2 separate regions of the Rattus norvegicus genome follow, and region 1 is linked to region 2. The links are chromatin contacts, called in public Hi-C maps. All regions are on one chromosome and are shown on one strand. Each heading gives the region's core, a stretch centred on a gene start, on an enhancer-like site or on the middle of the called end of the contact. The rest is flanking DNA. Distances are from core to core; before and after follow the strand shown.

What was found. A called contact is a pair of places that touch in the nucleus more often than the background predicts.
Region 1: a contact with region 2 is called in a Hi-C map of Schwann cells, with 2.1 times the contacts expected there. The contact joins two enhancer-like sites. A contact is called at or near these places in 3 of 12 Hi-C or Micro-C datasets (Schwann cells, mammary epithelial cells and psoas muscle).

Annotation. Positions count from the first base shown.
Region 1 is chr10:52,759,318-52,765,125 of GRCr8, reverse strand. All of the region lies in intron 1 of Gas7 (growth arrest specific 7), which reads right to left. Among named protein-coding and RNA genes, the nearest start is that of Gas7, 110 kb to the right of the region's middle. Within about 2 kb of position 3,310, at least 2 of the 93 cell types and tissues checked have an H3K27ac peak or open chromatin away from gene starts, as enhancers often do. A contact at or near this core is called in Schwann cells, where this site is marked.
Region 2 is chr10:52,710,121-52,716,498 of GRCr8, reverse strand. The region is part of intron 1 of Gas7 (growth arrest specific 7); the gene reads right to left. Among named protein-coding and RNA genes, the nearest start is that of Gas7, 62 kb to the right of the region's middle. Within about 2 kb of position 1,413, at least 45 of the 93 cell types and tissues checked have an H3K27ac peak or open chromatin away from gene starts, as enhancers often do. A contact at or near this core is called in Schwann cells, where this site is marked.

The sequences.
Region 1 (5,808 bases), core at 2,061-4,560, 47 kb before region 2:
CATTTCCCCCTCAATCTCCTCCCAGCCTCCTCTCCATTTCTAGGGAAGCAATACAGCAACTTGGGTAGTTAGCATTTCTGAATCAGGGTAGTTCTGTTCCCCCACCCACACCCCCAGGTGCTTGGAGACATTTATTATTTGTCACAGTGGTGCTGGCTGGGTTAGCTAGCTCCCATGGCTGCTGAAGCAGTCTCCATGTGTGCTGGGATGACACTCTTCTAGCCTCTGACTATGTGAGGATCACAGGTCAAGGTCATAGACTGAGCTCCCTCTGGAGGAGGCTGTCTTGTCTTTCCCTGCTTCCATAGGATGCTCAGTCCTTGGCCAGGGTCTTTCCTCCATTTTCACAGTCATCCATGAAATATTACACCCTGTTCACGCTGTCCTCTCTGCTCCACATCTAAGGACCCCAATGATCATGCCGCACCCAACTGACTGTTCTATGGCGCCTTGCCAGTTCAAGGCCAGCTTATCTGCCACTGTAATTGCACCCACGACATGAGTTCTTTTCATGTAACCCACCACAGACAAGTTGCAGGGATTAGCAAGTGCCCATGGGAATGGATGCTACGGTGCCTACCATTGGAGGCTGCTTGGCTTCGATACTAAAACACCTACAACATAGCATAGTACAGTGGTGTAAGCAGGTGCTCCTTGGGGGATTTAGGTAGGAGGATATTAAGTTGGAGGCTAACATCAACTCTCAGAAAAAAACAAACAAGCAAGCAAGCAAACACCACCACCACCAAACAAACAATCTATCAATGCAGATAGACTCTATCCCAGGTATTAATACACCAAGGCTTATAAGCACTGGTGCAGCTTACCACCAAAGCCAGAGTTAACTCCCAGCAACCCTGACTTAAATCTATTCCTCAGAGAGCTCACCCTTGAGCTTTTAAAGACTTTTATAGCTCTGCTCCAGGGTGAAAGAAATCCTGTGTTAAGAATTTTAAAGTTCATTTTGTAATTGATCAGGATAACACTCCTGGCACATACAAGATGTAAGGCTTTGTTGTGTAGGTATATGGTGTGTGTGTGTGTGTGTGTGTGTGTGTGTGTGTGTGTGTGTCTATCTTTATTGACACAGCTTCTCTCATTGAACCTGAAGCTAGACTAGTGACCAGTCATCTTTCTACCCGACCCACACCCCTGTCCTGGGGTCTCACGTATGTGCATGGTCAAGGACCTGGATTTTAACAGGGCTTTTGGGTAATTGAACTCATGTCCCCACACTCTGAACACAAGTACTCCTAGCCACTGAGCCCCCTCTCCAGTTCAAGGTTTTGTGTGTTTTTAAAACAGGGCCTCCCTGGGTAGCCCGAGCTCACTTATCTCAGCCTCTGGACTGCTGGGATTACAGACGCACTCCACGATGCCCAGCATAGAACTTGCAAGGCACATGAAAGGCATCTGATGTGCAGAAGCCATGGGGATGGATGTGAAATCCATGTGAATAACGTCAAGTGACACAGATATTTCTGCTTAAGCTGAATTCCCGAACTAGCTAGCTTAAGTTATACCTTCCTCAGTACCTGTCTCCCCTTCTTCGCCCTTCCAGACATGCTGAGCTTCCTGATGGTAGCTGATGGTAATTTCTAGTGCGCTTGGAGATCTCAGTTCCTACAATGTCTACTGGCCTGCAGGTTCTTAGTCACCAACAGTTCTCCACTCTGTGGTGAGTCCTGTAGCAGACAGCACAGCCTGGGGGAAGGACCAGGGTCTTCAGGACGTCCTGTGTCCTGTGAAGACATCAGGAGAAGCACCCAGAAAGGATGGATCTTTTATGCCCAACGAAAGCAGACTTTGCTCTTGGGCCTTTGTCTCTGGCTGTATTTCCCAGAGCTGGTTAAGAAGATGCTGGAAGCGGTGACTTGGAGGTACTGGTTTGGTTTCTGTGTTATTGTTATAACATACTGACCTAGAACAACTTGGGGAGGAGGGAAGGGTTTATTGGGCTTACAGGTTGCAGTCCATCATCCAGGGAAGCCAGAGCAGGAGTTTGAAGTGGAAACCACAGGGGAAGGCTATTTAATAGCTTGTTCAACTACCCTTGTTGCACAGCCCGTTGCATACCATGGGCTGTGGCCTCCAACATCAACAAGAAAATGCCCCCAAAGGCATGCCTACGGGCCAATCAGATGGGAGTAATTTCTCAGTTGAGATTCGGTCTTCCCAGGTGACTCTGGCTGCATCAAGTTGACAGCTGAAGCTAACTGTGACATAATGCTATTGTAATGGGGTTTCCGTTAAAGTAATAGCCAGGCAGGGCCGGCTGACACCACTTCATTGTCATTCTGAGGGAAGTCAGAATCTGCTCCCTCTACACCCATCTCATGATGGGCAGGGATATTTCAGTTGCTATCTGTCTGTCTCTGTCTCTGTCTGTCTGTCTGTCTGTCTCTCTGTCTCTCGTGTGTGCACATACGTGTGTGTGCCTTCCCAAGGGCCCTCACCCCAGGAGAGTCCCTATAACCCATTCCCCTTCCCTCCGTAGAGCACAATGAATCACTTATTTGACTTCTGTGGGGCAAGTGCCCAGCAACGCTTCCAACACCACTACCTCTGCTCCAAAACATGGAGACAATAACTCTAGGAAAGTCTGACACATCAGTGATACCAAATGACCACATGCACCAAGTTGTCTGCTGTACAAGGCACTGGGTATTTGACTGTATCCACCAGGCCATGCTGGAAACCCTTCCAGACCCTGATGTCTCAGTGCTTCACAGGCGGTGACAGTTCAGTTTTAGGAGGACAATAAGCTTGTGTCCTAAACACTTTCACGCACTATGTCATTTAGTAGTCATCTCCTCATTTAAGGCAGGGTCACCTGAAGCCTTTAAGCCTTCCGGGTTCTACGGTCATGGGCAGCTGGCTGAGAAAGCAGCTCAAATCCAGTTCAATTGCTTGTGCTGGGATCTGAACACAGGAGACAGCACAGCACCTGGATGGGACCCCAGGTGGCCCAGGGACTTTATCAGAGCTGTAGTCTTGCCCAGGTGTTAATCAGACATCACACTGCAGGCAGGGTCTTCTGTATCTGGTTCTAAAACTCTGTTCAATTGGCTTTCCCCTGTCCACCATGGAACAAGGCTTGATAAGTGGTTACCCTCCCAGGCCAAAGGCTTCCTTTAGACTCAAGCCTGAGGGTGCCAATTTCGAGTGAGAATGGGGGTGGGGGTTTTGAAAGATGAGGGAGGGCAGGAAGCCTTTTCAAATTTTTATTTTTCCCATCCAGCCACAGCAGTTCCTTTGTTGCTCTGGCCCTTCCAGTGAGTTCACCCCTCTCCCCACTAAGACAGTGCCAAAGAACGCCCTATTGTAGGAGAGTGCTGGTCCATACTTCCTTCTCCCATTTCCCGGCACAGGCCTCCCTCCCCACATCCAATATTAGTCACATAAGCCCAACAGAAGTTCAAAGATGCTTTGATAATGGGGCTTTCAAATGGATACCTCTCTGTACCCCACCAGGAGAGTAGCTGCTGCTATTGCCGGATTCCCCAACAAATGAAGGGAGATTCCTCTGCCAGCAGAGGCTTGGGCTCTCCTGAATAGCTAGGGAATAGAAGCCACTGGGTTTTGCTGCCACAAGGCCAGAAGCAACCTATAACTTTTAGATCTGTGCAGCATCCCCCTGCCACTGGCGATCACGTAGAACCCTCCCCTGGTGAGAGATCCACAAGTTTCTGTTTTCAGTGCTCACAGTTTATGGAACCAATGATTTCAGCTTGGCTTATTAGCAGATCTTGTGCCCTGGCCAGAGTGACTGTTTCAATGGTGTGCCCATGACACAAGACAGACCTATGAGAATGAATCCTTGGACCCTGGTTGGAATTATTAGGGGAAAGAGGTATTATGAGGACAAGCAAGCTTGAAGCTTGAAGGTGGGCTTCTGGACAGCTCATCAAGGAATAGAGTCGATGGAGAAGACGGGATGGAGAAAAAGAGAAGGAAGAAGCAAGGGCAGAAACTTCATGGTGTGCTAACATTCACTAAACAACCCGATCAAACCTTGTCTGAAGCTGAACTTCTGGAAGGTCCTTTTTCCTTGGAAGTCAACTTGAGGAGGATGACCACTAGGTGTTAGAAGTCTACTGAAGACTCTTGCTACTTCAGCTCCTGGTAGCTGCTCACTCCTCTTACTGCTGTCCCTTCAGCCTCTGCCTCCCTCGACACGATCTTCCTTAACCCTTCGAACTCCTATCTCTACCTCAGCCCCCTTGCCAAGGTCACCTTTGACTACATTAAGGTTTACCCAGACAACCTGGGACAATCTCAAGAGCCTTAACGTAGTAACATCTGCTAAGATATCTTCTAACAAACAATAACAGACAAACAAGATTTCATGTTTCTGGGGGTTAAGTAAAGCCAGATCTGTGAGAGCCACTATCAGCTGCCCCGCCCCCAACCCTACCGTGTCTGCTTGTAGATGAGGTGCACTGGGGAATACCGCCCAAGAACTCACCTTCGAGCCTAAGCTGAGGACAGGTGTGTGTCAGTTTCAGGACATACATGCTCTGAGGACAGAAATGGCCTTGGGAATGGTGGTGCAGAAACCCGGGACTGATCGCTTTCCTTTGTGGTTTGCAGAGGAAACAAAGACTGTGAACTGGGGTTCCCAAAGTGTAGAAAACCAGGGGGTTCCCGGAACACTTGCGGCACCCACATGAACCTACATGAGGAGGTGGGTGGCCTAAGAGGTTCACTTTTTTTAAGTAGTTTTCTATTCATTTCATGGTTTCCTAGTGAAAAAATTAGAGGTTGAAGCCTAGCAGATCACTGCCATTGTGCATGCCGTGGTGACCTCGCTAGCTTACCAAGCCCATGCAATGTACTGGCGAGAACTACTATGAACTTGGGAGCTGGGTTCAAATCCACACCTGGCTTAGGCAAGACACTTGCTCTCTCTGAACAACATCTGTAATGGGCAGTTCCCATGACAACGGAAATAATAGAGATGCTGTTATTAATAGTCATACACTTGGTAAGATTTAATTGGGAAGATGGACGTGAAGCATTGATCACTGTTCTGCTCTTGTGTTTACTGCTGCATACCATACCTCTTGCTCTTGACGCTGAGCCCTACCATCATGCTTACTAGAATGTTCTAGTGAGGATAGAATCAAGCATCTATCAGCCGTGTCAGCTGGCTCTCCTCTGCTCCTATTATACTCTAGTTCCCTCAGTTTTCCAACCGGTCAAATGGGTCCAATTCTCTGAGTCTTATCCTAACTGCCTAGAGGGGAGTCTGAACAGAGGCCACCTGTGGTCTCCACAGAAAAACCTGATGACCGTACCTCCAATCTTAAGCCAAGGGTGTCTGTAAATGTTCCTAGTCCAGTCCTTGTGTTGTGGGGCAGGCTTTTTGTTTTTTTGGGTTGTTTTGTTTTGTTTTGTTTTGTTTTGTTTTTTTGTCAGTATAGCTCATCTGCTTTGCTTTCAAGACCCTGGCTCAAATGGGTGGAATCATGTCCTAAACCCTTTCTGGCATTCTGAGCTGTGGTAGAAAGTACATTTCTTAAGTGAGTCAGGTCCCCTGGAGGGAAGCAGATCTCAACATTCCTTAATCTTGACACTATCTCAGACTGGGATCATGGTTACAGGCGACTAATGACCAGGGTGGGGTGTCTCTGACATTGCCTTCACCCTGGTCGCTAATCTGAGCGTGTTCTCCATCCTTCAGCACTTTGTAGTATGAGTCACAGGCGAGGCAGAAGCCATGTGTGAAAAGCCCCAACAGGGCCTCCTGCACTGTTCAGTGAGAAGTGAAGTGGTATCAGCCCCGTACCCCAAGAAGGCAAACCC
Region 2 (6,378 bases), core at 164-2,663:
AGGCCTTAAAGGTGCTTACATACCTTCCCTCTCACTGAAGGCTTACAAATGATGCTTTCTTTCTCTTTGAAAAGGTAGTGCCCAAGCCTGCTCCTTCTAGAATCCTTCTTTTACCAGGCACACATTTACTGAGAGACAGACCTAGATACTGCTAACTCGAGATACTTTCCCAAACACTAATGTGAGTGGTGCCTTGTACGAATACAATCACGTGTCTTCCCAAATCAAGTGAGGGGGTCACGGGGACTCAAACTGCGATTCCTGCCAGAGGGTAGCCTCGATCATGGTCTAGGGACTCACTGTTGAGGTAATGACAGCCACAGGAGGGTAAGTGATACTTCTAGGGTCAAGGTGAAGATCTCAGAGGACAATCATAGCTGTTCAACACAGGACAACATTTGCTTCTATGCAGCCTTAGTGTTGCAAAATGAACAGAAATCTGTAGGTAAGCTGGGAGATAAACAAGTAATATGATTATATCCCTTTATTTGATACCTGTGATGTCAACACACCTGCCGACCTGTCTGACCCCGGGAAGCATTTGGGGATTAGATCTGCCTAGATCCATATACCAGAGTCCCTGGTATAAATGCTGCAACAGAGACTTCTGAGGTCTGCTCCAGGATTTGGAGTAGGCAGTTCTGGGTGGGCCTGAGAACATGCAACACCAGCCAGTGAGTTTGAAGGAGGGGCTGGTGCAGCCCGTCTGGGGAATACACTTTGAGAAGCAAATGCTATGAGATCTTAAGGCCAGAGTGTGTGGTAAAGACCACCTGGGATGACCCCGAGGAGAGCCAAGGAACACTATATGTTTTTCTGTTGCTGTCTGATTTGCTTTGAGCTTGTCAGGCTGCGGATCAAACTCAGAGTGTCTCATGTACACTAAGCAAACACACTACCACTGAGCCATACTGCCAGCCCCACTCTGAGCTCTTGCCTGGTTAATAGGACCTTGCTGAGTGTTCATGTCTGGAAGACTCTCAGATGTTGCATGTCCTGCCTCAGACCCAGGCAGGGCTAAGGGTGGAGGTGCCAGGGCTTTGTTTATTCCATTTGCCTTTTCTAATCCCCACAGACTCCTGAGGTTCCAGTAAAAGGCTTTAGGAGTCCCCAGCTGCTTTAGCAGCCTTTACCACCGAGCCTCCAGTGCTTGCTATGTATGCTACCCTTCTCAAGCATGGGTCCGTTTCCACCCTTCCAGAAACAAGGCTAAACCTTGGGCACATCAAAGCTGGTAACAGGAGGGACCCTGCAGAGCCCTAGAGCAGATAATATAAAGACGAGTTCCTCCATCCTGGGCAGAGCCTGGTCATGGTGGGTTCCTGGGGCCCGGACAGGCATATACACTGAACCCACTGTCCCAACCATACAATGCACAAGAGGCTGGCAGGGCAGGCAGCCAGGGCCCACTCATGCCAGTACCATCTGGGAGCCCTTGCCAGGCCTCGAGGGCCGGCTGAAGAAGCTGGACTCTGTCCTGGGGCACAGTTGGGCTCTATTCTTATGTCAAGGGGGAATGTGTGACTCTCCTTGCAGTGAATGGGGGCTCCTGGCAAGGCGGAGGAGGAAACAGAGCCATCACTGTGCCCCAAGAGGGATCCCCACTCAGCTCCCGGCTCCAACCAGCCCCTCGTGGTGGGGCCTTGCACAAGCCTCTAACAAGAAAAGGCTGAGCTAAAGGCAGACAGGGAAATGGACCGTCCACTGCCCATTACACACATCCCAGCTCCTCAGACCTGGACCAGAAAGGCTGAACCAGAAGCTCACACCCAGGCACCCATTGAAACCTACTGGGGTAGGGTTCCAAGGGACAGGCCAGGCCAGCATGGATGCCCCCAAAGACTCAGTCCTATAGGGATGGAATAATCTCATGATAAGAGTAGGTAGCACACACTAGCAGAAGCTAGTATGGAAGGCTGCTGAGAAGCCAGGGACCCCTAGAGCCTTTTCCTGGAACCCCCAAAAGGCTCCCAGATTTCCAATACATGTCACACATGAGCACAAGTCCCCACTGGCAAGTACTGTGCCTCCTGCCTCTCACAGCATCTCTTCTACAGCTGGCAACAGTACTGCTAAATGTTCTTTGTGGTCTGAAAGAGCCTGTCTTGACATCCTAGCAGACCACAACCTGGTCTGACCTTTCTAAAGAGCAGCCGGACAATGTTGGTCCAACCACATATAGGAACCTCAGCCAGAAAGACAGACAACAGCACAGAGGATGTTGTTTTTGCTTGTTTTAATAGAAAAAGAATTTTAAAAAGGAAGCAGCCTCAGTATACGTCGCTGGGGGACTTTAAGTAGTAATTTGTTGAAATGTGAATTAGTAGTAAACATTGGAAGTGGCTGAAAATATATTTGTTACTAGAAACATACTCCCTCTCATTTGCCTGCCCATCCTCAAACAAAGTCTCTCTGTAGCCCAGGCTGGCTCAAACCTGTGATGTCCTGCCTTTATGTCCTGAGGATTACAGATGTGTGCCACCACACACCTAGCTTAATATAAATATGCTTAAAGAATATCATTAAGGGGCTGGAGAGGCTTAGTAGCCAAGAGCACTGACTGCTTTTCCAGAAGACCTGGGTTCAGTTCCCAGTTCCTTGGTGGTGGCCCATGATAGTCTGTAACTCCCATTGCAAGGGCTCTGACACCCTCTTCTGGCATCCGTGAGTACTGCACACACATGGTACACAGGCAGAATAGCCATACATACACATAAAATAAAAGTAAGGAAATCTTTAAAAACTAAAACATTTAAAATGCATGTTAAGCTGAAAAGCTTGTCAAGCAGTGGCATGTATATTAAGAGAGGGAGAAAGCAGGGGCCTGAAAGAGGGGAGTGAACTGCGAGGCAGTGGGGGAGGGGAGGACTGGGTGATGTTGGGAGTGAGGAACTAGGGGGCCAACTGAGGGTGGGAGCCCATGAAGGCATTTGACTGAGTCCCGTAGCCTCCCCCTGGATTAGACTTAAAGAACTGTGAAAACATCCGGAAAATATTTAGCTAATAAATCTCTCAGCGGCCCCTCCACCCTGCTTTGTTTTTTAACCCTTCCCTTTGTTCTCAGCCCTCACATGCCCAGTCCTATCACAGACTTGGGAACCCACAGAACCAGAGACAACCAGATAGGGCTATACTGGGTGAGCTCAGTCTGTAGTGGGTGTAGTCCATCAGTGCCAACCCCCTATCTCAGGGAATCCTCTGACTACACAGGGGCTGGATGGCAGTGCTGTTCCAATTGCATAGACACCTTATAGTTATCAGGAAAAGACCCAGGGAGTCCAGAAAAAGCAATGATTAAAAGACCTTTTAGGAGGAAGGGAAGAGCCACTTTGCAGATGGTAGGGGAGGGGTCATTGCTCCAAACTGGCTCCCTTCTTCTGGAACTCCTTGGAGGAGTACTTGAGGAAAGTCACTCACATGTACACCACAAGTGTCTGGTACACACACACACACACACACACACACACACACACACACAAACAAACACACACACACTGAAGATCTCTTCTTGTTGCTGAAAAATCTCCAAAATTCAGGGAAGCAACTGCTCTGATTTGGGAGTTGAACCAATTCCAATGTGGGTTATGAGAAAGGGAATACACTTTAAAACTAACAGGCTCTGGTTCTAATTTCCACAAATAGCAGGACAGCCACATAGCAGGCTAGCAGTTCAAATCCCAGCTCTGGCACTCGAACTATGTGACCTTCCATACTCTATGTCTTCATTTGGAGAGTCCGGTACAGTTGCAGGGAGACGGTGCTAGGAAATTGGAGCCTGGAACCCCAGGTGTGGATGCAGATCGTGGACTAGATTTTCCACCAACCTTTCATGTGCTTAGGATTTGATTTCTAATCTATTAAGACTAAAACCTAAAGGCTGGACAGATGCAGCCCATGGGAGCAAGTGTGTTGATTTTCATTTGAACCGACTGGCTACATTTCAAGACTGGGAAATTTCAAGATTCCAGCCTGGCACGTTTCTGGCTAGTGTTGTTTGGAAGGATACCAGTTCCTGGGGTGTTAGATACCTTTTAGGCCCTGGCACTTGGCACCTGTAAATCCACTCAAGATAATTCAACTTTCTGTGATGGTTCGCAGCTTTGCTCCGTAGGAGAAAGATAACAAAAGAGTGATTTGGGGAGCCCTAAAGAACACTCATTAATAACCCCACCAGTCCCTCCACAAATGTCCCCCAACTTGTCTTGGAATTCCTTGGTTTCCAGGCACTACTGTGCCTCTCCCTCCCTTCTGTACAGACTGCTGCATGAACCTGAGTCCAACACAGACATGGCTGCAGCTACGCTGGCCCGCATCAGGAGCAGGTGCTTTTCAACCTGTTCCCACCAGCTGAGCGATTCCATAGAAGGCTCAGTTTTTCTCTGCCCTGATGGATGTCAGCATTCAAATCCCACCCCGCAGCAACCCTGAAGGACTCTAGGAGTGCACTCCCCAAGGGACACACTCTGGTCACAGCCAGGGTGGAAAGGCATGAGTGCCCTTCGAGAACTTTGATCTTGCAGACATGAACTTGAACCAGGGGAATAAAGGCTAGTGTGGGGTTTTCTCTGGATTCTAGGGTAACAATGGGAAGACAGAAGTACTAGGTTTCCTTCCAAGAAGCAAACTGAACAGCAGTCTAGCCCTTGAATTCCCAAGCCTGGGCCAGCTCCCAGCAGGCTGTTTGTAACATGCTGTTACCCTCTTAACCCCACCCCCCATATCCCCACTCCCACCCCTTCAGCCCCTCCCCGCAGATGCTGATTCAACAGTAGAACCCTCACAGAGATCTGAGCAAATTCCATGGCCACCTCTTGGGCCACATAAGCTCTCTGCAGAGTACAGGCAAACACTGAGTCAGACATGTAAACATCTGGAGCTTAACTAAATCCTCTGCTCTCTGGGTCAGATGGGTGGACTCTGAACTGGACCAGTGAAAGATTCAAGTCCAGTTTCCAGGGAACCTGGCCAGGTCTGGGACTCAGGTCCTTGACCCTGTCTTGGACCAAACTGAGTCATTGAAGGAGCCAAGGCGGTTGGTGCAGCTTCACAGCCCACACCAACAGTTCCAGGGCTGCTCCACACCCAGCCCACACGTAGGAGGTGCAGGCCAGGACGCTCCAGGATTCCATTCTGTGGTGGAGGAAACAGTTCCCTAATCCCTTCCTAAATCAAGTCCTTGCCCAGAGTCCAGAGGCCACTGCTTGCACTGCTGGGCTGTTCCTATGCTGGCTTCCCGCTGTGGGAAGCCCAGAGTCGAGGGGTAGGGGGACAGAAAAGAGGTGGCAAGGGGACACACAATTCCTTGCATGCATGGCCCCAGGGCCAGAGCACCCAGACTTGATTATCTCAGCTTTGATTTTTCAGCCCACACCCCATGGAATTCCAGAGCCAGCTGAAGCCAAGGGCCTCCCCCTTCCCCTTCACTGAGCCAAAAAACAAAATATGGCGTCTCCCTGCTTATATTTAATTTACAACACTTGTTCTTTGCCTGCATGCAGGGTTAATAAAAAGTGTGAAGGATTTTTTTTTCCAATTCCAAGCAGAGTGATACTATAAACGGAAATGATGCTTGATTGATTCCTCCCCGTAGGTCAGCAGCTTTATCTGTCATCCTTTGATTTAAAAGACACAGGCGCAGAAGTGTTGGCCTTAATGTAGAGACCATTCCTTAGGGAAAGGGTAGTGTCCCCGGCAAAGGATGCTGGGACAATGGGTATCTGTATGCAAAACAATGGAGCTGGACTCATTCCTCACACCATTAGGCTCAAAACCCTAAGTGACAGCTAAAACTCCAAAATTCTTTAAAGGGGCCAGAAAGATGGCTCAGCTGTTAGCAGCACTTGCTGTTCTGTAACTCCAGCCCCAGAGGATCCAATGCCCTCTACTGACTTCTGTAGGCAACTGCATTCACATGTACAAACACAGTCAGACAGACAGACATGCATGCACAGAAGCAAGCACCCATGCAGGCACGCATGCCTGTATGTCCTAGAAGAAAATGCAGGCAAAAGTCATTATGGCCAGGATTAAGCCATAGTTTCTTAGGACAACAGAAGTAGAACAGAAAAAATGCCAATCAACTTTCACCTAATTTAATAGCCTTTATGCTCTAAAGGACAAAGGGGAAAGGAAAAATTCCATAAATTTTGTATCTGACAGAAGCGTCTCTTTTTAAAAAAAGATTTCTTTTCTTTTTATATGTCTGGGTGTTTTGCCTGCATGTATGCTTGTGTACTGTTTGTGCCTGGTGCCTATGGAGGTCAGAGAGAGTGTCAGATTCCTGGCGGTGACATTTCAGACAATTGTGAGCCACCGTGTGGGTGCTGAGAACCAAGCAGCAGGAGCAGAAAGTGTTTTAAACTGCTGAGCTGTTTCTCT